Regions from separate parts of the Zea mays genome. Here regions 2, 3 and 4 are each linked to region 1. The links are chromatin contacts, called in public Hi-C maps. All regions are on one chromosome and are shown on one strand. Each heading gives the region's core, a stretch centred on a gene start, on an enhancer-like site or on the middle of the called end of the contact. The rest is flanking DNA. Distances are from core to core; before and after follow the strand shown. Region 1 holds the start of LOC100216850. Region 2 holds the start of LOC100277537. Region 3 holds the start of LOC100502430. Region 4 holds the start of LOC100277065.

Evidence for each region. Hi-C and Micro-C count contacts between places; a contact is called where the count stands out from the background.
Region 2: a Hi-C map of ear shows a contact between it and region 1, with 2.7 times the contacts expected there. The contact joins the promoter of LOC100277537 here to the promoter of LOC100216850 in region 1. A contact is called at or near these places in 2 of 25 Hi-C or Micro-C datasets (ear and tassel).
Region 3: a Hi-C map of tassel shows a contact between it and region 1, with 8 times the contacts expected there. The contact joins the promoter of LOC100502430 here to the promoter of LOC100216850 in region 1. A contact is called at or near these places in 4 of 25 Hi-C or Micro-C datasets (bundle sheath, ear, endosperm and 1 more).
Region 4: a Hi-C map of endosperm shows a contact between it and region 1, with 1.9 times the contacts expected there. The contact joins the promoter of LOC100277065 here to the promoter of LOC100216850 in region 1. A contact is called at or near these places in 4 of 25 Hi-C or Micro-C datasets (bundle sheath, ear, endosperm and 1 more).

Annotation. Positions count from the first base shown.
Region 1 is chr1:95,695,258-95,700,735 of Zm-B73-REFERENCE-NAM-5.0, reverse strand. It overlaps LOC100216850, which reads right to left and starts at 3,354. Exons shown (of 5, transcript NM_001143242.1): 1 at 2,990-3,354; 2 at 2,499-2,722; 3 at 2,300-2,380; 4 at 2,153-2,200; 5 at 1,377-2,037. The coding sequence starts at 3,275. The coding sequence ends at 1,831.
Region 2 is chr1:95,219,935-95,225,412 of Zm-B73-REFERENCE-NAM-5.0, reverse strand. LOC100277537 reads right to left here and starts at 3,285. Exons shown (of 1, transcript NM_001151068.2): 1 at 2,358-3,285. The coding sequence starts at 3,211. The coding sequence ends at 2,462. It overlaps LOC103637670 (serine/threonine-protein kinase D6PK), which reads left to right. Exons shown (of 2, transcript XM_008660229.4): 1 at 1-407; 2 at 1,102-2,309. The coding sequence ends at 2,038.
Region 3 is chr1:96,165,591-96,171,068 of Zm-B73-REFERENCE-NAM-5.0, reverse strand. LOC100502430 reads right to left here and starts at 2,479. Exons shown (of 2, transcript NM_001357792.1): 1 at 1,983-2,479; 2 at 550-1,004. The coding sequence starts at 2,344. The coding sequence ends at 686.
Region 4 is chr1:95,281,458-95,286,935 of Zm-B73-REFERENCE-NAM-5.0, reverse strand. It overlaps LOC100277065, which reads right to left and starts at 2,264. Exons shown (of 2, transcript NM_001150732.2): 1 at 1,220-2,264; 2 at 733-1,121. The coding sequence starts at 2,171. The coding sequence ends at 1,075.

The DNA.
Region 1 (5,478 bases), core at 2,105-4,604:
CTCTGTTTTTTTTAAAAAAAAAAGTTAATTAAAACTTTGTTTTCCCTGCGAACCTTGCCCTTGGATGCCTTTGACTATGATATCTTTCGTACTGGAGTCTGGAGTATCTACAATACTCTAGCTACCAACGTTGACTCGCCATCGAGAGGACCGCAAGGTTTTTATTTTCCCCCCGCCCATTCCTAGGTTTAGGTGTTATGAACTCGCCGTATCTGGATGTATATATCGTACGTTTTCCTTCCGACCTCGTACATGCATGCAGCGTGCATGAGGTGGTGTGGTGCCGTCGTTGCACGTTGGCCGGCCACCTCGAGATCGAGGAGCACAAACAGTGCTCTCCTGATTCGAAGCAACCCACAAACCCAGAACAAAAAAAAAGGGGAGAAGAATCGGCAAGATCTGCACCTTATCTTCGAGGATCGCCTTCCCAATCCCGTGAAAGGTCGGCGAGCGCTATCTCATGATCCATCCATTTTTCTATCGATTCCCCAATCCCCATTCTCCACCTGCACTGCACCCTCCCTTTCGCTGAAACTGAAAAGCCTAAAAAGCTAACGGCGTGTGTCAGGTGTGTCGTCGACCCTCCACCAGCACCCGCCGCCGCCGCACCGGTGGGACACCGGCCGGCCAGCCAGACGGGCCCTCTGGCGCTGCCGCCGACGGTGAAGCGGTCGGGAGCAAAACAGCGGCGGCAAAAGCCATCACTTGGTTGGGTTTGGGTCCCGGTGCAGGTGGCCACGTCCGCATTGCGCGCCGCGATGGCGATGTGGCCGCCCGTCTCTCTCGCTGTGCTGTGCTGTGCCCCCTCACTCGTGCGTGGACGGACCACTTTGTCACCGGCGAGATCCACATATCCCGTCCCAGATTCGACCTCACCCTTCATCTTTACCCGCTCATCATCGCAGAGGCTTTATATTAGTCGCTGTGATTCATGCAAAAGCGAGATGAGACGCCGGCAGTGATGATAATGGGTCACGGTCCATCATATTTTTTTAAATCCTAAATAAATTTTATTTTAAAAATAATAGAAATAGAATCTGATTATAATTTAATCTGATTTTTAAATTTTACTATAGTGTAAAATTTAGAGTCATGGGATATAGCCAGCCGCAAACGGAAGACTCGGACAGCACAGCCGCCTCTCGTTCGCTTCTCTCAGTGTGACATTACTCTCCACGTCAAGGAGAAAAAATATATAATTCTAACATAATCTTATATTCTAAAAGTCTGATTAATACAGATGATTTTTTATGTTTATGATATTAAATAAATGTCATTAAATAAATTATAAAATACATTTTATAATAAATTAATTTAAACAATAGATATAAATAATATTCATAAAAATAAAAAATAAAAACTGGCTAAACGCATATCACTTTAACTAAATGTCACATAACGTAAAGCTGCGACTTTCTTCCGAAGATTAGTTGGCGTATGCGTTTTGGACGGCACGGTCCAATTATTGGGCGGGATCGGGGAGCTCAGAGCCACACCCACACGACGCCTTGCGCCCGTCGCCGCCTCCTCGGATTGGAACACGAAACGAACCCACTCGAAGTCGAGACAGGGACCCATCAACCCCCAAATCCCAGCTGATCCCTCTCCCCTAATTCCATTCCACAACACTGCTAGTATTAGTGTATTACAACGCAATGCACTTCACAAACATTCCTTGCGCACAACAAAACAGAACAGAACACACCAACACAACCAGCAAGACCGAAACCCGGCTGCGCGCGGCAGCCTGACGAGGCTGATAATACTTGATGAAACGCATGCTCGCAGGGGAAGCCAAATGCGAGTAGCTCCCTCGGCGTCCCGGCCGAGTCACAGAACCTTGATGGCCCCCGCCGCGCCGCCGCAGACGCACCGGGAAGGGGGCGCGATGCTGAGCTCCAGGCCGTTGACGGCGATGCTGAGCTCCAGGCTGTCGACGGTCGAGGCCGTTTCCAGGCCGGAGGCCATGGAGAGCGAAGTCCCCGCGGGAACATGGGAGTTCTTGTTGAAATAGTAGTAGTCAGTCAGTTGATTAACCTGTCCAAAGGATCATTCAGTTCGCTTGTCAGTTTTGCTCAGACTATTATATAGTACATGAAAACGTCCTTCCGCCCTTACTACCAGTGCAATAGAGGGCATAAGGTTACCTTACCTGCATGTTACTGCCTAAAATCTCTCCGAGGCCTCTATATCTTGGTATCTGAGGAGAGGGAGGATAAAAAATTCACTGTTCAGATCTTGGGTTCTCAGTTACCACCAGGACAAGGAGAAAACACAGCGGAAGGAGTATATAAATTACGGGGACGTCGCCGCGGTCGGTGTGGATTATCTCCTGCGTAGGCGCCGGTTTGGCAGCGACGATGCTCTGAGGGCCTGGCACCTGAAACGAAACAAAAAAAAAAAGGGGGGGAGAAAGAAAGAGGACGATTAGCGCTGTTGGCTGGCTCCAAGATCTGACGAATCGTTCTTGTACTGTACCAGTTGGAGTGCTAGCTCACCTGGTTGTCCTTGTAGTCCGCGATACCGACGTCGAAGAGGCTCGCCCGGCGCTTCTTCATACCGGGGTTGGTCTGCCGGAGGAAGTACTTCTGGGCGTGGCTGGCCACCTGCGTCGCCGTCCTGGTGGTGACGAAGCCCTTGGAGATGCCCCTCCAGTCCCCCTTGCCCAGCTGCCTTAGCCCGTCCAGGAACTTCCTGTGCTCCTCCTCGGTCCATGGAATTCCTGCGCCGATTCCACCGAACAACGGATCAATTCACAGTAAAAGCATTTCTGGGCTGCAAGATAGCTGCCGTTGACTCGCACGGAGATACTTTTGTGTGTGTGTGTGTGTTGTGTAAATGCCTGAATGTTTTACTGGTTGGTTTCTGAATCTAAGAAAGGACAACATTTTCCGTTGGAATCCATCGTCCATCGTGGGATTAATTACAAGAAGAGCAGAGCAGTAAAGAAAGCGATTGATAGAAATCCAGAAAGAAAAAAAAAGCTCACCTTTCTTCCTGTCCTGTGCCTTGCGACGGCGGCGCTTCTGCTGGCCGGACGCCAGCTCCGCGTCGTCGGAGGCGTACCCCTTGCAGCCCTCTTTCTCCTCCGGCGACAGCAGCGGGTTGATGGTGAGGTCGGGCATGCTGGAGCTCTTCCTCAGGTCCATCGGCGACTCCTCCGGCTCCCCGCTGCCGCCACCCCGGTGGACGTCCACGCCGAACAGCCTGAGGAGCACCGGCGTCATCGTCTCCCTCCGCTGCTGCCCCTCCTCCTCCGGCCGGTCCATGTCCATTCGGTCCCTGCTTTGGATGTGCTGCTTTGGAGGCTACCGTAGGCCGCACTCGCGGTTGCGGCACAAGAGGCCAAGCAGGAGAAGAGTACCTGTGGTGCCCCGCCCCCCTGGGGGGGCCTTGCTCCGTTGGTCTTGCTTACATTTATGGGATCGTATCCAGTGCACAAGGGCCACGCCGTGCACAAATGCACAAAACGAAATCTGGCCGTCCATTTTCCATCCAACGACATGACGGCGCGGGGGGTTTTTCACAAAACAGACTCGGCAAGCTACGGAGGCTGCGGGAGGGTTCATCTGCATATTTACGACGGCCGTTGGATGGAAAATGGACGGCCAGATTTCGTTTTGTGCATTTGTGCACGACGTGGCCCTTGTGCACTGGATACGATCCCTACATTTATATGCCCGGTCTCTGTGTTATTTCCTTGAGGAAACCGATATGTCCTGAAAAGTTTTAAGCCTTCTGATCTGTATTTTTTTTATTATTGAAGCGAATTAGATTGGTCTCGGAGCGAAATTATGGTTGACCGATGCGGCCGAGGCAGATTTTCGTGAAACGGCACGGATTATGATACAATTGTTCGCCCAGCTTCGACTACTAGTGCATCGGCAATAATAATACAGAGGCACGTAATAACAAATTCGGCGGCGTCACCAATCACGTCAAAAATGAATCCCTCGTCGTCAGTAACCACGTCGAAAACAGATTCCTCGTCCCGTTCTTTTTTTTTCGCGGTCTTCGAAATTGCCAACGAAACACGCCTGCACATCTGACTGTTTTTTTTTATGAACTCATGTTCGTTCGTAATTCGTATGGGGCAAACAGACTTGGCATTCCAGGTTACCGAATTTTTTACATTTTAGCCCTTTTATAGGAAAAAAATCACGTTTAGACCTTAAAAAATTTTAATAGCAATTTTGGACCCTTTGCTCGGCGCCATAGGCTATGGCGCCGAGGTAACACAGCTCGGCGCCACAGATCTTGGCGCGAGGTACGTGCTACGCTGGCACACCTGGCCGACGTGGCACCGAGCTCGGCGCCACAGATCTTGGCGCCGAGCTCGGTTGTGTTTTAACAGTTTTGTTGGAAAGCTGTAAGCATAAGGCTTGTCTAGCCCAGTTGGTAGAGCACAATGCTTTTCACCTTGAGGTCCTGAGTTCAAGCCCATAGTTTGCATTTCAATATTCTTGTCTTTATCATTGATTTGTTTTTTTTTGTTTATGTCGCTGATGTGTCCATACAAATTTATTTTTAGGTACCATGATCCTCGTTTTTTTGGGTAAATTAAAATGCGAGCAGTATAAGCATGACACTTAAACCTCTCGATTCGCAGCGAGCATGGCTAGTATTTTTCTTTTTTCTTCCAAGTAAATACCTTTTCCCGTATATTGTCCCATTTTGGTGTCCTTTAAGTCCGATAGAGCAAGGACACCTGTGTCTTGATACGTAGATTAAAGACAATGTCGTCAAGCAGAGAGAGGCTTTAAGATTCGTGCGTACGATGCCACGATGGTGGCCGGCAATGGAGCGTGTAGCCACCATGGTCGTGTGCAGTGTGCTCCACTGAGCCGGCTGGGTCCTTCACTCGCCGCTTTTACTATAGTATAGGAACCAACAACCGGATCGCGTACTTGTTAATTAGTCCACCGATACTCTGACGTATTTTCCGCCTGACACGTATACATATAGCTAGCTAGCTTGTGTTACGTACGTACAATGGTCAATGGATGAAAATGGACTCTGGCCGGAGTGCACAGTCGAGACTCGAGACTAGTACTGAATTCACTTGCAAGTCAAAGGTTACAGCTATATACATACTTTATTACAACGAGGCCAGGTTGCAACAGTATTTTTATTTTGTACCCTGACCATGTAAATCGAGAGGTTTAAGTGTCCTGCTTATACTGCTCGCGTTTTAATTTACCAAAAAAAAACGAGGATCATGGTACCCAAAAATAAATTTGTATGGACACATTAGCGACATAAAAAATACAAATCAATGATAAAGACAAAAATATTGAAATGCAAACTATGGGGCTTGAACTCAGGACCTCAAGGTGAAGAGCCTTGTGCTCTACCAACTGAGCTAGACAAGCCTTATACTTACAACTTTCCAACAAAACTGTTAAAACACAACCGAGCTCGGCGCCAAGATCTGTGGCGCCGAGCTCGATGCCACGTCGGCCAGGTGTGCCAGGTGTG
Region 2 (5,478 bases), core at 2,036-4,535, 480 kb after region 1:
GGCGGCGACCCCAGGTGGAAGGCCATCCTCGCGGCGCGCGCGCGCGACGGGCCCCTCGCGATGGGCAGCTTCCGGCTGCTGCGGAGGCTCGGGTGCGGCGACATCGGGACGGTGTACCTGTCCGAGCTGAGCGGCGGAGGCGCCGGCAACGGCGGCGCGGCGAGGCCCTGCTGGTTCGCGATGAAGGTCATGGACAAGGCGTCGCTGGAGAGCCGGCGGAAGCTGAGTCGCGCGCAGACGGAGCGGGAGATCCTGCAGCTGCTGGACCACCCGTTCCTGCCCACTCTGTACGCGCACTTCGAGACCGACCGCTTCGCCTGCCTTGTCATGGAGTTCTGCCCCGGCGGCGACCTCCACGCGCTCCGGCAGCGACAGCCCGGCAAGCACTTCCCAGAGCACGCCGCAAGGTACTCGTCCGAGTCCTGTTTGATTCTTTGCTTCATCAGACCGGTAATGTGGTTTTGGAACTGCAAACAGTTGTATTGTATGACGTGAGTCAATCGTCATTCCCGTATTGCACTATTGCGGTGTAATTTTCGCTTTCAGTTGCAAGCTTGCGGCTGTGGGTTAGCGTTTTTTGCTTATTAGTTCTCTGAATTTTGAAACAAATTGATCTTCCCATTTGTTTAAGCATCGCTCCCAATCGCATACCCATATACTCTAACAAGACTACAGGAGTACAGAACAGTATAGAGCTCCAGATCTGTCTTGCAGTTCATGTCTTGCTAGTTATTTTTTTTAAAAAAAAAATGTCGTGCTACTCGTAGACTGCTAGTTAGAGTTGTTTTTTTGTTATTATTACTTTTAAAAGGAGTGCTATAAGTGATGCTATCGTCTTTGCTTTCCTCACTGTCTCTACTAGTCATGCTTAACAAACTGATGCCTAAATTAGCATAGACGCAATGTTTAATGCATGTCTCGTGCTGCAGAACATGATTCCTAGATTAGGATAGACACATTGTTTATTACTCCTATATCGTTTGCGCATTTTCATCATTGCTTCTTGAACTATTCTTTGCCGGAGTCTGAAACTTCGAATAAACAGAATGGTCGCCAATTCTGGGGTGTATGATCTCTCTCTTTTTTTTTCTTTTCTGCCAGGTTTTACGCCGCAGAAGTGCTCCTTGCGCTGGAGTACCTGCATATGCTTGGAGTGGTCTACAGAGATCTGAAGCCGGAGAACGTGCTCGTGAGAGAAGATGGCCACATCATGATCTCCGACTTCGACCTCTCCCTTCGTTGCGCGGTGTCGCCGACGCTGGTGAGATCTTCCCTGAACTCCGACTCCAGGAACGCGCAGGCTGCCTGCATCCAGCCCACATGCTTCATGCCCAAGCTCTTCGGCCAGAGGAGCAAGAAGAGCAGCAGCGCCAAGAAATCCAAATCCAAGGGCGGCGAGCCCAGGCAGCAGCAGGCTCCCACGGGCCTGCCGGAGCTCGTCGTGGAGCCGACGGGGGCGCGGTCCATGTCGTTCGTGGGGACGCACGAGTACCTGGCTCCGGAGATCATCAAGGGCGAGGGCCACGGCAGCGCGGTGGACTGGTGGACGTTCGGCATCTTCCTGCACGAGCTCATGTACGGCAAGACGCCGTTCAAGGGGCAGACGAACCGCGCCACGCTGTTCAACGTCGTCGGCCAGCAGCTCAGGTTCCCGGACTGCCCCGGCACGAGCAACGCGAGCAGGGACCTGATCAGAGGCCTGCTGGCCAAGGAGCCCCAGAGCCGGCTGGGCGTGAAGAGGGGCGCCGCGGAGATAAAGCAGCACCCCTTCTTTGAGGGCGTCAACTGGGCGCTTATCCGCTGCAGCACTCCCCCCGGCGTGCCCCGGGCCGTCGAGCCCGTGGCGTTGGCGCCGCCCGCGCCAGCTAAGCCAGCGCCGGTGGAAAGAGCGGAGATCAACAGCAGCAGCAATAGCAAGAGGATGGAGATCAACAGCAGCAGCAACAGCAAGAGGATGGAGATCAACAGCAGCAGCAAGAGGATGGCAGGAACCGGTTCTGAGTCCGGGGGGAAGTTCCTAGACTTCGAATTCTTTTAGCTAGTTTTGAGTTAACGATACTTGTTGCAGTTCAAGACGAATTGTAGGTGTAGTTCCATACTGGAGTGCTAGCGTTTGGCATGTCTGACCGGTCCCAAGTCTGTGTTGGTTGTTGAGACTTGAGAGTTGCGGCTCGTCCCATGTCACTAGACACTAGTAGTTACTTAGTCAAAGAGTAAGCCATGAAGTTTGAGTAGTCGAAGGAACGATTTGTCATCATGTCTGTTTCCATTACAAGTTATATAGCCTTATCAGATTTTTCTTTTTACTACATGATCAGCAACGAAATACACCATGTAGTTTGCCTAAGCATTCTGTACTGTACCAAAATGTGAATGTCCCATAATATGAAGTGGAACAGAGGAAGATACAGAGTTACCGACCACCTCAATAAACATACGCTATACGTTAGTATACGGTGCACTACACGACCAGGTTTTCTGCTGCGCCGATGAGGCCCATGCCGGCGGCGGGGCTCCTGTGCCGCATGAGCACGCGCAGCTGCGCCCGCTGGCACTCGAGGTTGGACACCAGATCCACCCGCTCCTCGCGCGGGCGCGGGCGCAGGCGCAGGCGCGCGGCCCTGGGGAACTCCACGAACCCCTTGATCCCCCTCCGGATGTGCGGGTTCTCGCCGCCGCCGCCGGGCTCTCGCCGGTGCGGCTTACCGTGCTGCGGGCTCTGTTGCCCGCCGTGCTGGCTCGCCGACTTGCTGCCGTTGGGGCTGCTGCAGCAGCTGCTCTTGTTGGCGTCGGCAGTGGCCTGGAGCTGTGCCACGGCGTCGTCGATCTCCCGCAGCTTCTCGTCCAGCGCGGCCCTGGCGTCGGCGAGCTTCATCTGCACCCGCTCCTCGCGCCACAGCTCGGCGACGCGCAGCATCCGCCGCTCCTCCTCGACGCCCTCCAGGGCGCGCTCCGCCTCCGCGCGCGCGGCGCCGGCCTCCTCCCGCAGCGCCCGGCACTCGGCCTCCGCGGCCTCGCTCCGCCGCCGCTCGTCGGCCAGCTCCGCGGCCAGCGCCTCGCTCAGCGCCTCCGCCTTGCGCCGCATGCGCCGCTCGAACTCCAGCTCCGCCCTCAGGTCCCTGATGCGTGCCACGCAGAGCTCCAGCTCCGACGACATGGCGCCGTACCCGTACCCTTGGTCGACCTCCTCGTCGTCCAGCGCAATGATCATAGGAGGGGGCTCGGGACTCCTGCGGACTTGGCAAGGAGAGGGCGAGCAGCAGGATGAGGAGAGATGGGTGCCCCTGCCCCGCGGGGTGTAGTGGGGGTTGTGATAAAGCTTCCAAGGTGGAGAGCCGGCAGCACCGTGGCCATGATTGGCCTCCACTTGCACCGACGCCATATTTTCCGAGCTCGGGATCTAGTATTTTATCCGCCCGTCCTACTCTATACTCGATAACAAGGGTTGGGAAAGTGATCCATGCATGGCCCCAAGGTCTGGTCACCAGCTCCTCCGAGCTTCGTCTTTGTGAGCTGTAAAAGGTAGGAGATGGTCACGTCTTGCTCTCACATGCATATGGATCCCGATCTCGACGCCGCCATCATGGTGGTTCATGATCCTCGTCGCTCGTCGCTTTTCATACGCAGGCAGGTAGGCAGCAGCAGGCTGTTTATCATTCATCAGTCTCCGCTCCTTTGGTCGGCTGTGCCTGTGCTTGGCATCGTGGGTGTAGGGAATAGGGAGGGGGATCATGTGCGCGCCATCCGCCATTGCGCTTTTTCAGTGAGGCGTGGCGCGCATGCCACGCGGTCTCGTCGCCTCGCATCCTTGCAGAAGCTAGGTGGTGCGTCTAGTGCTCGCTCAATCGATGACCAAGCAACAGGGTATCTTGCTAACCTTTGTGCTGGTTGTGATAAGTGCTGGAGCTGGATATTGTCATTGTTTGCCTCCAGTCGTGGTGGCAACATTGATTGTCTTTGTTTGATGGCCATGGCCGTCTAATGTCTTTTTTTTGTCCATCGTACTAGAGATGACAGTGTATACGAGTATAGATAAATAACCATATGTAATTATTCATTAGGTATGAGTATGGTGAAATTTATTCTCCACGAGTACGGGTATGAATATAATAAGATATCGATGAGTAAATTTTTTGCGGGTTTAGATACCAGGTATCTATATCCGTTGGGTATTTGACATATGGACCATCGGGATTTAATACACTATCTCAAATTTTTTATTTTTCAATTTTCAACTACAATGTAGTTTGGTGTTCAAATTGTTGTTCGATGCTGCTGAAACGGTGAAATTCTTGAACCATGATAAAATTGTTGTTTGATGTTGGATGTTAAAATTATAGTGGGCGAGCGGATAACGGGTATCAGTCGGATAGCGAATACTCGGCGAGTACGTGTATATGTATACACATCTATATCCACGAGCGCATGGATACATATATAGATTAAGTTTTATCTCACGTGTATAGGTTTACCAAAAATGTAACCCGGTGTCCTATACTCCTATGCATCTCTGATTGTCATAATGTCATCCTTATTGCTCTTGTGAAGGTACAGCACATTAGGAAGAAGAACAGGTGCATGCCAGTGCTGCACTGCACCGTCCAGCATCAAGACTGTTGGAATTGATATCCGCTGCCAACGCTACACCTGCGTCGTGCAGTTTCCGACCCTAATCTATAGCCCTGAGGTACCGTACCATAGATGGAACCAACGGCCGGCCTCGTGCGACGGAGTAATAGCGTGCTCGTATACACGGGGCGGCATGCAGTACTGACGATGTGCCGGCCACCGGACCTGTATCACTCGTCGTACACCGTGATATCAATCAATGGCGATGCACTCGTTACCACAGTCGTATGCATTCAATGACACAGGCATACAGGTTTGCTAGGCAATCTACACTGGATATATAAGGGTCTCTTCGTTTCGATACGACGGAATCACGTACAGAACCGAAAAAAATAGGAGAGTAAACTAAACCGTATAGTATATGAGATCATTTTATATTATACTGTACATTTAGATTATAGTATAGTATATGAGATCATTTTATATTATACTGTACATTTAGATTATAGTTAGTTGTTCATGTGTTGTGACGGCACACAAATTATTCGATCAAATATTAGCGTGCAACGATTATATAAAAACAAACAACACATGTTATCATCTACTGCAGACTCGCTTGTTGACAGAAACCTAAAACATGTCATTAATCTCAAACAAATATGCCCGATGACACAAGAATTGGTGTGGTTGGATGGGACGGTGCAAGTATGGAGGTTGATGAAACACTAAGTGTATTCTATTGCATACTTTTCAGTACCCTCTGAGTTTAAACAAATTAAAAACATTAATAATCAAATTATAGCAGTAGAGCTTGATGAAACTCCAATCCACAAGCATCCTTTAGAGCAGATATTAAACCATCATTCATAGCATCACCGCAATTAAGTAAGGAATCTACACTTGATAAGG
Region 3 (5,478 bases), core at 1,230-3,729, 470 kb before region 1:
TGCATGCATCCCACGACGACGTCCAATCCCTGGCTCCCTGCTCTCCCCGCACCAGCTGCGGCGGCGAATAATCTCCACTGGATGGAGTAACAACTAAGGGCTTGTTCGGTTATTCCTATCCCATGTGGATGAAATGGGATTGGAAAAAATTGTGAAAGATTTTGATTTGTTTGAGATTGAAACTCATCCAATCCCACCCAATCCACATGGATTGAGAGCAAAACGAACAAGCCCTAACAAGGGATGGAAATTGGAAAAGGGAACGCGAAAAGAGAGACGACAGGCGACAAGCGGTGTGCTGTGACTCACATGCGCACGCACAGCACAGGCACCCACCGGGCCGGAAGAACAATCGCGCGCCGAACAGAGAATCCCAAGCCGATCCATCCATTTTCTCATTGATCCATGCATGCATGATCCGTCGAACAATGGTGAAAACAAAAATTTCCCAAGAAGAATCCTGACCCCACCCACGTACGATCCAATCCACCTAAGGCCGCAGAACTACGTACCCCGAGAGCTCACTAGCAACGAACGACCAACACATATGTACCAAGACAGACCATCACCAAGGAAGAAGACGAGTCGACACCACCAGCCAGCGCGCCCCGCCAGGACAACAAAGAAAAGAAAAGAAAAGAAACGGCTGCATCCACCGGTCGGGCACGCTTGCACGGCCGGTCGATCAGACAGTGAGCTGCGGCTGGCTGCTGTGACGGTGGCAGGCTGCGGCGGCTGCTGCGACCGCGGCGGGGTCGTCGTGGCGGTCAGACGTGCCGGCGGCGCCGTAGCAGTAGTGCAGCCTTGGGGGCGCCTCGACGACGGGCGCGGGCGCGTCGTCCAGGTAGGCCATCTCGCTCTGGAGCACGGCGCAGTAGGAGGCGAAGGCGGCGGGCGTGACGTTGAGGTCGAAGGCGATGCCGAACAAGAAGTCCACCTCGAGGTAGTTCATCTCCACCAGGCTGATGCCGCCCACCCGCGCGAAGTAGGCGTTGTTGTAGCATCTGCAGCGCCCACACCACAGCAGGTGAATGAAGCTATAGTACAAAACAAAACAGCAGACCACACACCCTGACATAGGAAGGAGAGTATGAATTCTTTTTTAACAACCAAAAAAAATGGATGGTTCACGCATTCGTCCAGCTGTACGTAGCTTGTTTTTCGAAGGCGATGAAGACAGACAGGGGGTTGGGTAGGACAAGGTGAATGTGCTTTGGTAAGAGTGGTGGTGGATCGGCAGCAGCCAGCAGGCAGGCTGTGTGTGACTGTGTGAGTGTGCTGTGGGCGCGTCATCAGCCTCGGGTTCCACAACTGTCCTTGTGACCAACCCAGTGGCTTGTCTTTGATGCAATGCCAGTTGGAAACTGTGACAGGGAAAAGGTTACCGAGACCGATCTGGGGCCCATGTGTGTATTCCAATTCCAAATCCCATGTGTGACAGTCATGCATGGGAGTGTGCTGCCGATGATCACGCCAAAAGCAAACGAAAACTCCAGTTACCGAATCATGTATTTTCGAAGCCCATCTCATCTATACGACTACCATGACGCTGAACTTCTAGTGTCGATTTTTAACGTCAGCCTGTACTGAACAGTTCTTGGGATCACCACATGTATTACGCACCTCCAGTACTAAATCACGTTTTAATATACTCCTTCCGTTTCTTTTTATTTGTCGCTGTATCCAGCGACAAATAAAAAGAAACGGAGTAGTTACTAGTATTACATGTGAAAAAAAATGTTTTCAGAACAATTTGTTTTTTGAATTCGGAAGCCAGCACTTGCGCGGAATTCAACTTGATGAACCGTAGTTGTGCTGAGATACTGTATGTTTTTATTTTCCATTTCCGTATTTTAGAGTGAAAAGGTGAGCGGAATTCGACTTGAAAATCTACTGTGTTTTTTTTTTGCCTGTAAAATTTTCCATTTATTAAAAGGTGAATGATGGAAGCAGGGAGGGCAGAGCAGCTATATAGCACGCACATGTCGTCGACGAACTTGACGGCGGTGAGGACGGAGGTGATGAGGAGGCGGTGGACGTTGAAGGAGTCGACGGCGAGCGCGGGGCGGCGGCGCAGGAAGCGGTCGAGGTAGATGTAGGCGACGACGTAGCAGGACGGGCTGCAGCCGGCGAAGCGGAAGATGCGCTCCAGGTAGCCGCCGATGGAGATGGCCGGCTTGGTGAGCCCCTGGAACGCCGACAGTACCGGGGGGCCAGCAGCAGCAGCCGGCGGCGGCGCCGCCGCCGCGGCGTCGTTGCGTTCCGCCACGCGCTGCAGCAGCGCCGACAGGATGGAGACCACCCGCGGCACGGCCGCCGCCTCTGCCCCCTCCCCCGTCGTCATGGATGATGGATGGATGGGTGGGTCGATCGGGGTCCGGGGAATGGGCCGAGCGAGTGGCCTGAGTGGAGAGAATTCTTATTGGTCGCTTCAGTTCTCCTTCTTCTTCTTTTATGTTGGTGGTGCTGCCTGCCTTGGGAACTACTTGGGGCTTCGGAGGAAGGAGGAGAGGTGATGGTGGTGGTTATAAAGGGTGGGAGAGGGAAAACGCTAGGAAAGGCCGTCGTAAAAAAGAAAGATTTGAGCTTTGCAAGTTGGCATGATTAGCCTGCCAACCAAGCCATCTCCCCTCCCTCGGTCCCTCCATGTCATGGTCTCATGGATGGAGAGTCACTTTCTTTTCTTTTTATTTTTTTACGTACTGCAGATGGAGCATTTGTCGGCTGCCAGCAGAGAGCGGAGGTACTACTCCACGCTAGTAGTACTAGGTAGTAACGGTGGGTGCAGTAATAAAAAGCCTGGCAGAGCAGGCCCTCTGGTCGATCCGGACGTCAGGTATCCATCCATGGTAGCAAGCTTGGATCGCGTGTCAGGTTTGCCTGCAGGGACGATGGAGTGACGGACAGGTATCGTGGCCTCCACGACGGCCCGGCGCATCCGAAGCTAGCTCTGAAAAACAAATCATCACCCGGCGGCGCATGTCGCTGTTGCAGGAGAGAAGAGAACGGAGACGAACGCATCTGTTATCTGTTACTGTTAGTCTGATCGATGTCTGTTCCCATGTCGTTTCCGCAGCTGTTAGTCTGTTACTGTTAGGTAGGCAGTGACCTCGACGATGCATGCCGCGCGCTCCGGTTCAGCGAGAATTAGGTGCTCCGCAGTAGTTTCGGCGGCCAGCTAGCTAGGTGCGGTGTTTCTGCCAAACATTTTTCCGTGCGCGGCACACCGCCGGGTTCAGTGTTCCGGCCACTCCTAGTACTTCTGTCCCTGATACAAGTGCTTCAGTTCAGAGACGGTGAAAACGTTTTCCTGACGGATTTCGTGCGGAACAGCAGGTCCCAATGCAAGTTGGTCTGTCAGTTACTAGTCAACCCGAGACAGTGTCGGTGTCAGCTTCAGCAGTGACAAAAGACAGTGGATTAAATTTTTTGATAAAATGGCAGCGGGTGAAGAGAGGAGAGAGTGGCAGATACTAACAGCGATAGTATGGCTGTTCGTCAGGGAGAGAGAAAAAAAGAAAGAAAGAATATGATGACATGCCAGTGTGGAGCAGACATCTGGTTGGGTTGGGACGGTCACCACTGGCACTCACGCCGGCGGGACGACACGACAGGCTTGCCCTGGCCGTCATGCCATGCCGCGCAACAGTACGGCGCGTGCATGCAGCAGTAACATGCACGCTGCTCAGCACGTCGCCGGGCTATAGCGTCCACGATCCACGCACGCATGTGGCAGCTGCCTGCCTGCACCATCGCAAGGAACGGACGGACAGAGAGAGAGAGAGAGAGAGTGGATGGATGGAGATGGAACCTAGCTAGCTAAAACACTTGTTAAAGATTACTGAGGAAGAAGAGAAGGAGGAGGAGGAATCTGGCCACAAGAGAGAGCACATGATAGTAGACAGACACCTTGGCACGTTGCTGCTATGCAAATGCAATGCAAGCGCGCTGTGTGTTGGGCTCATGTGTCAGCTCCTCTTCGCTGCCATTGTCTGCTTGCTTGCTTGCTTGCCCCCCCGGGGCCTTTCCGGATTTAATAGCCGATTTTATCGGATCCGTGGTCCACTACTACCACCAGTCCACCACCCCCCCGCGCGCTGCCTGATCCATGTGCCCAGGGACTAGTTTATTTATCGATTCCGTCCCGCCACTAATCAAAGGCCTCCGCTAGCGCTAGTTCCCTTCTCTCACATATACTGTTGCAATTGCGCAAAAGCCGGCAGATGCGCGCTGCATCATATCCTTGCCTGTGCTCAGTGCCTCAGACGCTAGCTAATCATCGATCACATGCAACAAAAGACGTCAGTTGTTTAATTAACTGTGTGCCGTGCTGTTTTTATAAAGATTGCAAAAAGAGCGAGAGAGAGAGAGAGAGAGGAAGTGGAGCAGTGTGTGCATCGCATCGCATGCCACCACGCGAGATCGCGTCTATCTACATGATGTGCCTGACTGCAGCTAGCTAGCGATTATTCAGTTTGCAGCAACACATCACCCTGCTATATCTATCATGAGATGAGCAGAGCAGGAGCTGAAAGGCTGAGGGACAGGCGGACGGACAGCATCTGGTGTCTCGCGTGCGAAAGCCACGCTTATAGTTCTGCTCTGCTCGGTTGATTGGTCGCTTGCCTGTTTTAGCTGGCCGACGGCGATCAGGGCCCAAACTTTACCGCGCGAGAATGCCAATGCCAGCGTGCGTACATGTGGCCGGCGCGACGGGCCGACGGCGAACATGCGGTGGCAATCGGCACGCACAGGTCCTATCTGTCAGACTGTCACCGCAATGGCGTCCTGAGTGAAGCAGCCCACCAGGCAGCAGCCAGCAGGCCGCTTCGTTCGTCGGCTGCTTGGCGCTAGTTGCCAGTGTCCAGCAAGCGACCAACTACGAATACGATTGGCGGTGACAGAGTCCCGCCCAGCGGTTGGGTTGGCGACTGGCGTTGGCGATTATAATATTCCGGCCTCTGCAACCACCAGCGATCCAACCAAAAAAAAAACAACCTAGCCCAACCCAACTATTCTATTCTAGGCCCAATGGGCAGACTGTGTTATGCAAGCTTGGAGCCCAGAATTTTTCCCATCCCGATCCAATAAAACAGATGCCGGGGACATGGTACGAAATGCTAGAATAATCCGTTTTTTCCCTGGCCGATCTTAAGTAACTTTTTTCTTTTTACATGTACAAATAATTAAAATTATAATTGTATATTCTAACTTAAAAAATTATTTGGTTATGTTGAGCACCATATATACCACATCGAGAGGCCAAACGGCAATCCGAGGCACGTATGGTATGCGAGTGGATCATAACAGGCGGTTTAGCCCCTTTTTCGTGCGTCCATCTAAACTCGCGGATTACATTGAGGGACGCCTAACGGATCCAGACCTTTCCTATATATATGAAGAGGTAGGATTGATTGTGGGCAATAACAATCGAACCAATCAATCTATATTTTATTACTTTACATTCTTTCCCTAAGA
Region 4 (5,478 bases), core at 1,015-3,514, 410 kb after region 1:
TACTTGAAGGGTCTAGACAAAGATTGAATGGGACCACATATGTCACATTGAATGTGTTCAAGGGACTTTAAAGGTTTGTCATAAATTTTGAGGTAAGAGGGCCTTAAAATTAGTTTCTAGTGGCCATGTGGTGCACACAAAATTTAAGGATTAGATAATTTTGGGATCACATAAAGTGTGAACAATAGACTTGCTTATAATTTTCCTTATCATCCCTACATGAGGATACCCAAGGCAATCGTGCCATGTTTGAAACATGTTAACATTCTAGAAAATTACCTTGTAAGGACTTATGGTACAAGCTTGATAGAAGATCAAGCCGTGTCTTGATATTGGAGCAAGCAAGAGCTTGGAATCCACCTCAACGTGGACTAGGGGTGATGGGCAAATCACCGAAACATGGGAAAAATATGGCTTTTTACTCGTTCTCTTGCAATAGCTTATGACTAGTGAATTGTTGTTTATTGTTAGTATTGTTATTGTTGTTCCTTCTAGGTTTCTTACTTATCTTAGCTAGAGAATTTATATATATTGTCATATTGATTAAATTTCTCTAGTGTTTGTGATTTTAGTCAAAACTGTTTATCCACCCTCCTCTAGCCGGTGTCCTAGATCTTACACCGACTCCTCTAGCCGGTGTCACCGATGCCTTATGTTTCGACAAATGAATTAGCTCTCGTTGTTATATTAATGAAAACTTTGTAAAAAAGCAAAAACAGCTCGGACGCTACGTTTAACCATATGTCCATCAACCATCAAACCATCGTCAGTATACAGCCGACTGACCCGTACAACATCGTGCAGCTACTAATGTGCGACAAAACTCACATCCAAACGAGTCTGTTGACATAAAGGGATACATCCAAACGGGAAAAATATCCTTGCTACAACAAACATGATCGTCTTTGGCCTTTTGTCCATTACGAGTGATTGTAAACATAAACCAGTATGGATAGTGATCGTGGGTTCTGAAATTCGATCGTTTCAAGCTCCTGAAACGCATCGTCTTTCTCTAGGTGGTGTGTACTGTTGTTTGAAGGGCAGTTGTCGATCACAGCATGAATCCACCGTCCATCACATATTTGATGTCGTCGACGCGTAGTACCATAGTGACGTCAATCCTTACAACACAAGTGGAACAGTAGTCAGACGAATGACGAGGAGCGTGGAAATCTGACAGCGTGTGGGCACGCAAACGGTTTGTACGTGTTGTACGTACCTGAGGCGAGGATGGCCCAGCGAAGCGCGGCGACAGCGGGCAGCGTGGCGGCGACCGACCGTGCTGCGTCGGCCGAGGAGTCGCAGTTGGAGGTGGAGTTCCAGTCCCCGCAGAGGCACAGGTCGGCGTGGCTCTCCGTGTCATGGCCACACGCCCCGCCCGTGGCGCGGCACGCGCCGCAGAATCCGCGGTTGGACTCGGGCAGCGTCCACGACACCCGGATCCCGTACGCCCAGCCCGCGGCGGCGCCCTCGGCGCGCACGGGCGCGAGGCTGTACGCGCTGCTGTACCCCTCGCACTCGAGCCGGCTGACGTTCACCGCCCGGATGGCACCCCAGGGCAGCGCGCAGCACTCGGGCGGTTGCCCCGCGGCGTCGCCCGACGACGGGCCCCGCCGCCCGCCGCCGCCGGCGTAGTAGTCGTCCCAGGCGAGGCAGCCGAGGTAGTCTCCGCACCCCATCCCAGACACGTTCCGGCAGGGGAGGTGGCGGTCGGGGAAGCCCTGGAACAGCGGCGAGGTGGCTCGGCAGCCTAGGAGGAGGAACACGTTGTCCGGGTCCGGCGACAGGTACGGCTCCCGCCACGGCTCGAGGACGAAGCCGTTGCCCCGCCCAGCCGGGGCGAGGTCCAGCGCGCGGCAGTCGGACATGGCCGGGTCGTGCAGGGTCAGGCCCCGGTACGCGTAGTCGACGTCGACCACGCGGTAGGAGCCCGAGGGGAGGTGGAGCATCAGCGCGCCGTTGATGCAGAAGAGCAGGTCCCGCAGCCCCGCGTGGCCGCATCCGGGGTGCAGCGCGAACGGGTAGTCCACCGTGATGTTGCCGCAGAACGACCGGCACGTAGTGATCGGTACGTTCGCGGCCGCGACGACGGAGCCCGCCGGCGGCATCGTGGTGGTGCACGCGCATAGCAGAGCGAGCAACGCGGCCAGGTAGCGACGCGGCGGCGCCATTGCCTTGCCCCGGTGCGAGCAAGATGCCAAAGTGGAAGCGGGGAGTGGCAGGAATTGAACACCTACAGAGGGCCTTGGGGCCGGGTGTGCTATGAACAGATCGATTCGTTGCTTCCTTTGGAAGAGGGAGAGTTGGGCAGCATCATTTGCTTTTCGTTACCGACGTTTTGCCTTTACCTTTCTTTTGATTTTGTTTAATGCCACACACAGCTTCATCGTGTGCCCTACTAGCACTGGCACAGTAGCTCTGACTACGCTCCGCTGCTCTTGAAAACGAGATCGGCGCCTGAAAGGACGAGAATGCAGCCGCCGCCGCTTTGAGCGAGGCCGTCTTTCGTCAGCTTCTGTATAGCACGGAAAACAAATGAAATGATCGATCTGGGATCAGATCATGGAAAGCTGTGCTCCCTCGCTTCTTTCGATAAATAAAGAGGAGGAGAATCCGGCCCTTTCTCTTTTCTCCCTTCTCTAGAATAGAATAAAAAAGGTCACCGTGGCCCGTGGGCTGTGATTTGTGAACGAGAAGATCCCTAGAAGGCTAGAACAGTGTGAGAGGAAAGGAATATGGTCTCCGCCACTACAGTGTCACTTCCCCAACCTCTTTTGTCCGTTACATCACACACCCAAAGAAGCTGTCCACGCCGCAATGCAGCGGTGGCGCTCACAGCACGCCGAACATCACCAGGAGGAACGGCAACGCACACGCCCTTTCGCACCCAGGAGCTGGAGGCGCCCCTGGATCCGGGATCCGACCCGGAGTACCAGGACTTCCAGTTTCGGTTCATCCCGGAGGTGTTCGAACTCCAGATGGGCGGCGCGACGGGGTGAGGAATGGAGACGGCAAGGTAACGGCGGAGAAGGTTCTTGGGTTCGAGTTCGACAAGGTCAGGATCAGCATTGCGTCCAGCGACGACGAGGCGGACGGAGACGCGCCGCCGAGGAGCTCCTTCTCCGGGGCGAGCCACCCGCCGGAGCCGGTGGACGAGATAGACACCGTCTTTGTCGCTGTCGACGGCCGGGAGAAGCCGGTCCCGAAGCCAATCATCTCGTGGGACGCGTCTCCGCTGCCGAGCGGCGCGGCAAGCCCGCACAGCAGCATCGACAGCTCCGGCGCCGCCGTCACCACCGTGACAAGCCTCGCGCCGAGCTGCACCGTCACCAGAAAGAAAGAAACCTGATAGTTACAGGCCGGATAATGCAACGTCTAAGATATTTCTCCCCCTAACCTTGCAAATCTCAAAGTCACCTTAAACTAATTTCATGAACACATTTCTAAAACGATGAATTTGGTAAGGGCTTCGTGAATAAATTATTGAGATTATCACATAATTTGGTTTACATGATGTTTACTTCACCCTTTTTTTAATTTATGGGATAAAACAACTTAGGACAAATATATTTGTTATGTTGTTCTTGATGTAGTCTGTCTATATTTGTGTAACACAAGCAGAATTGTCTTCATGGATATCAGTGAGTGAATCGATGGCACAAATGCCACATGATTGTTGTATGTGGTTGATCATTCTGTGAAGCCAAACACATTCACGTAAAAGCCTTATATAGTGCAATTATTTCACGGTGATTTCTTGAGGTAGTCACTTGAAGACTTCCATGAAATAGTTGTTCCTTCATGTAAGCCTATATGTGATAGGCCATTATGGGATCATATAAATAGCAAGAATTAGTGTATCTAACCTTATTATAATTTGGGTTACTATGGAAAAATAATAGAAGATCTCGTGTACCATTTAAATACATGGCCAATCATCATTGTTAGTTTATCCCTTTTGTAGAAGGAACTCACTAAGTCAGTTATACCACAATCTCTCCAACTACTTAAGCCATAAAGTGAGTTTTGAAGCTTTACATAATATATGTTTGAATTTGTGTTTGGTTATGGTATAAAGATTCTATTAGAAACCCTCATATATATGTTTAAATCAAGTGATCCATAAAGATATAGAGTCAATGTTATATGATTTTGAACAGTCAAAGGTATAACATATCAGAATGTTATTCCATTCATACTTAGAGAATATATTTTATTAAAATAACATTGGGTCTCTGTCGGTGTTTATGACCCGACCGCGCACCACGGGGTTCCCCACATGATGCTTTTAGGCAGGACGACATCATTGATTTTGACTTGATGGTATGTGCGAGTGCACGTCAGATCACACAAGAGTTTATACAGGTTCGGCCGCTGGAATGCATAACACCCTAATTCCTGTCGAGGCTGAGTGTTTGAGTATTACTGAAAGGGAAATGGCCTCAACATTTCCTATAATCGATTTTGGTGTTTGACGTACATCACAAACCATGTGGACTAACTAGTTTTTCTAGTCAATATTTTTCTCAGGTGCATAAAGTTCATATACACATACAAAGAAAATGACAGTGGGACAATTCTACAAGTTTGGAGCACAACAGACTTGCTGCAGCCAGTGGCGCACCGGACTGTTCGGTGCCCTGGATGGAGCACTCCGCGAACTGGTTGCTCTCGAGTTTTCTCGGAGCTCGTCCACTAAAAATCACCAGACTGTTCGGTGTGTCCTCGGAGCAACGATCGACTCCACCAACGGTCGACTGCGGAACTGCGCCCGTAGTCTGCAGTGCCAGAAGTCAGAAGACAGTCTGCGACAATAGGTCGCAACGGACTGTCCGTTGCACCAAAAGGACAGAAGTCTTCAACGGTCAACAGCTCCATACCTCAACGGTCAGCTGACGTGGCATGCACCGGACAGTGAACAGTACTATGTCCGATGCACCATCGAACTATCCGATGTGCCCATCGACAGAGAAATCAGCCAACGACTAGAATAGTGGTTGGGGCTATAAATATCCCCCAACCACCACCATTCAAGCCATCCAAGCATCCCACTCTCTTCATTCAATACAAGAGCAAATAATACACTCCAAAGACACATTCAAAGCCATTTGATCCTCTCCAAGTTCCATAATCAAGTCAAGTGATCAAAAGTGTTTAGTGACTTGAGAGAGGGTGATTCGTGTTTCTTTTGTTGCTCTTGTTGTTTGGTTGCTTTCTTCATCTCTCTCTAATCTTTTCAAGTGACTTGTAAAGCAAGCAAGAGACACCTAATTGTGTGGTGATCCTTGCGGGGTCTTAGTGACCCGTGAGATTACGAAGAAGCACTCGACCGGTCTAAGTGACTGATTGAGAGAGGGAAAGGGTTGAAATAGACCCAGCCTTTGTGGCCTCCTCAATGGGGAGTAGGTTCTTTGGAACCAAACCTCAGGAAACAACTCCTCGCGTCCACTTGTGTTGATCTTCACCATTCGATTTGTT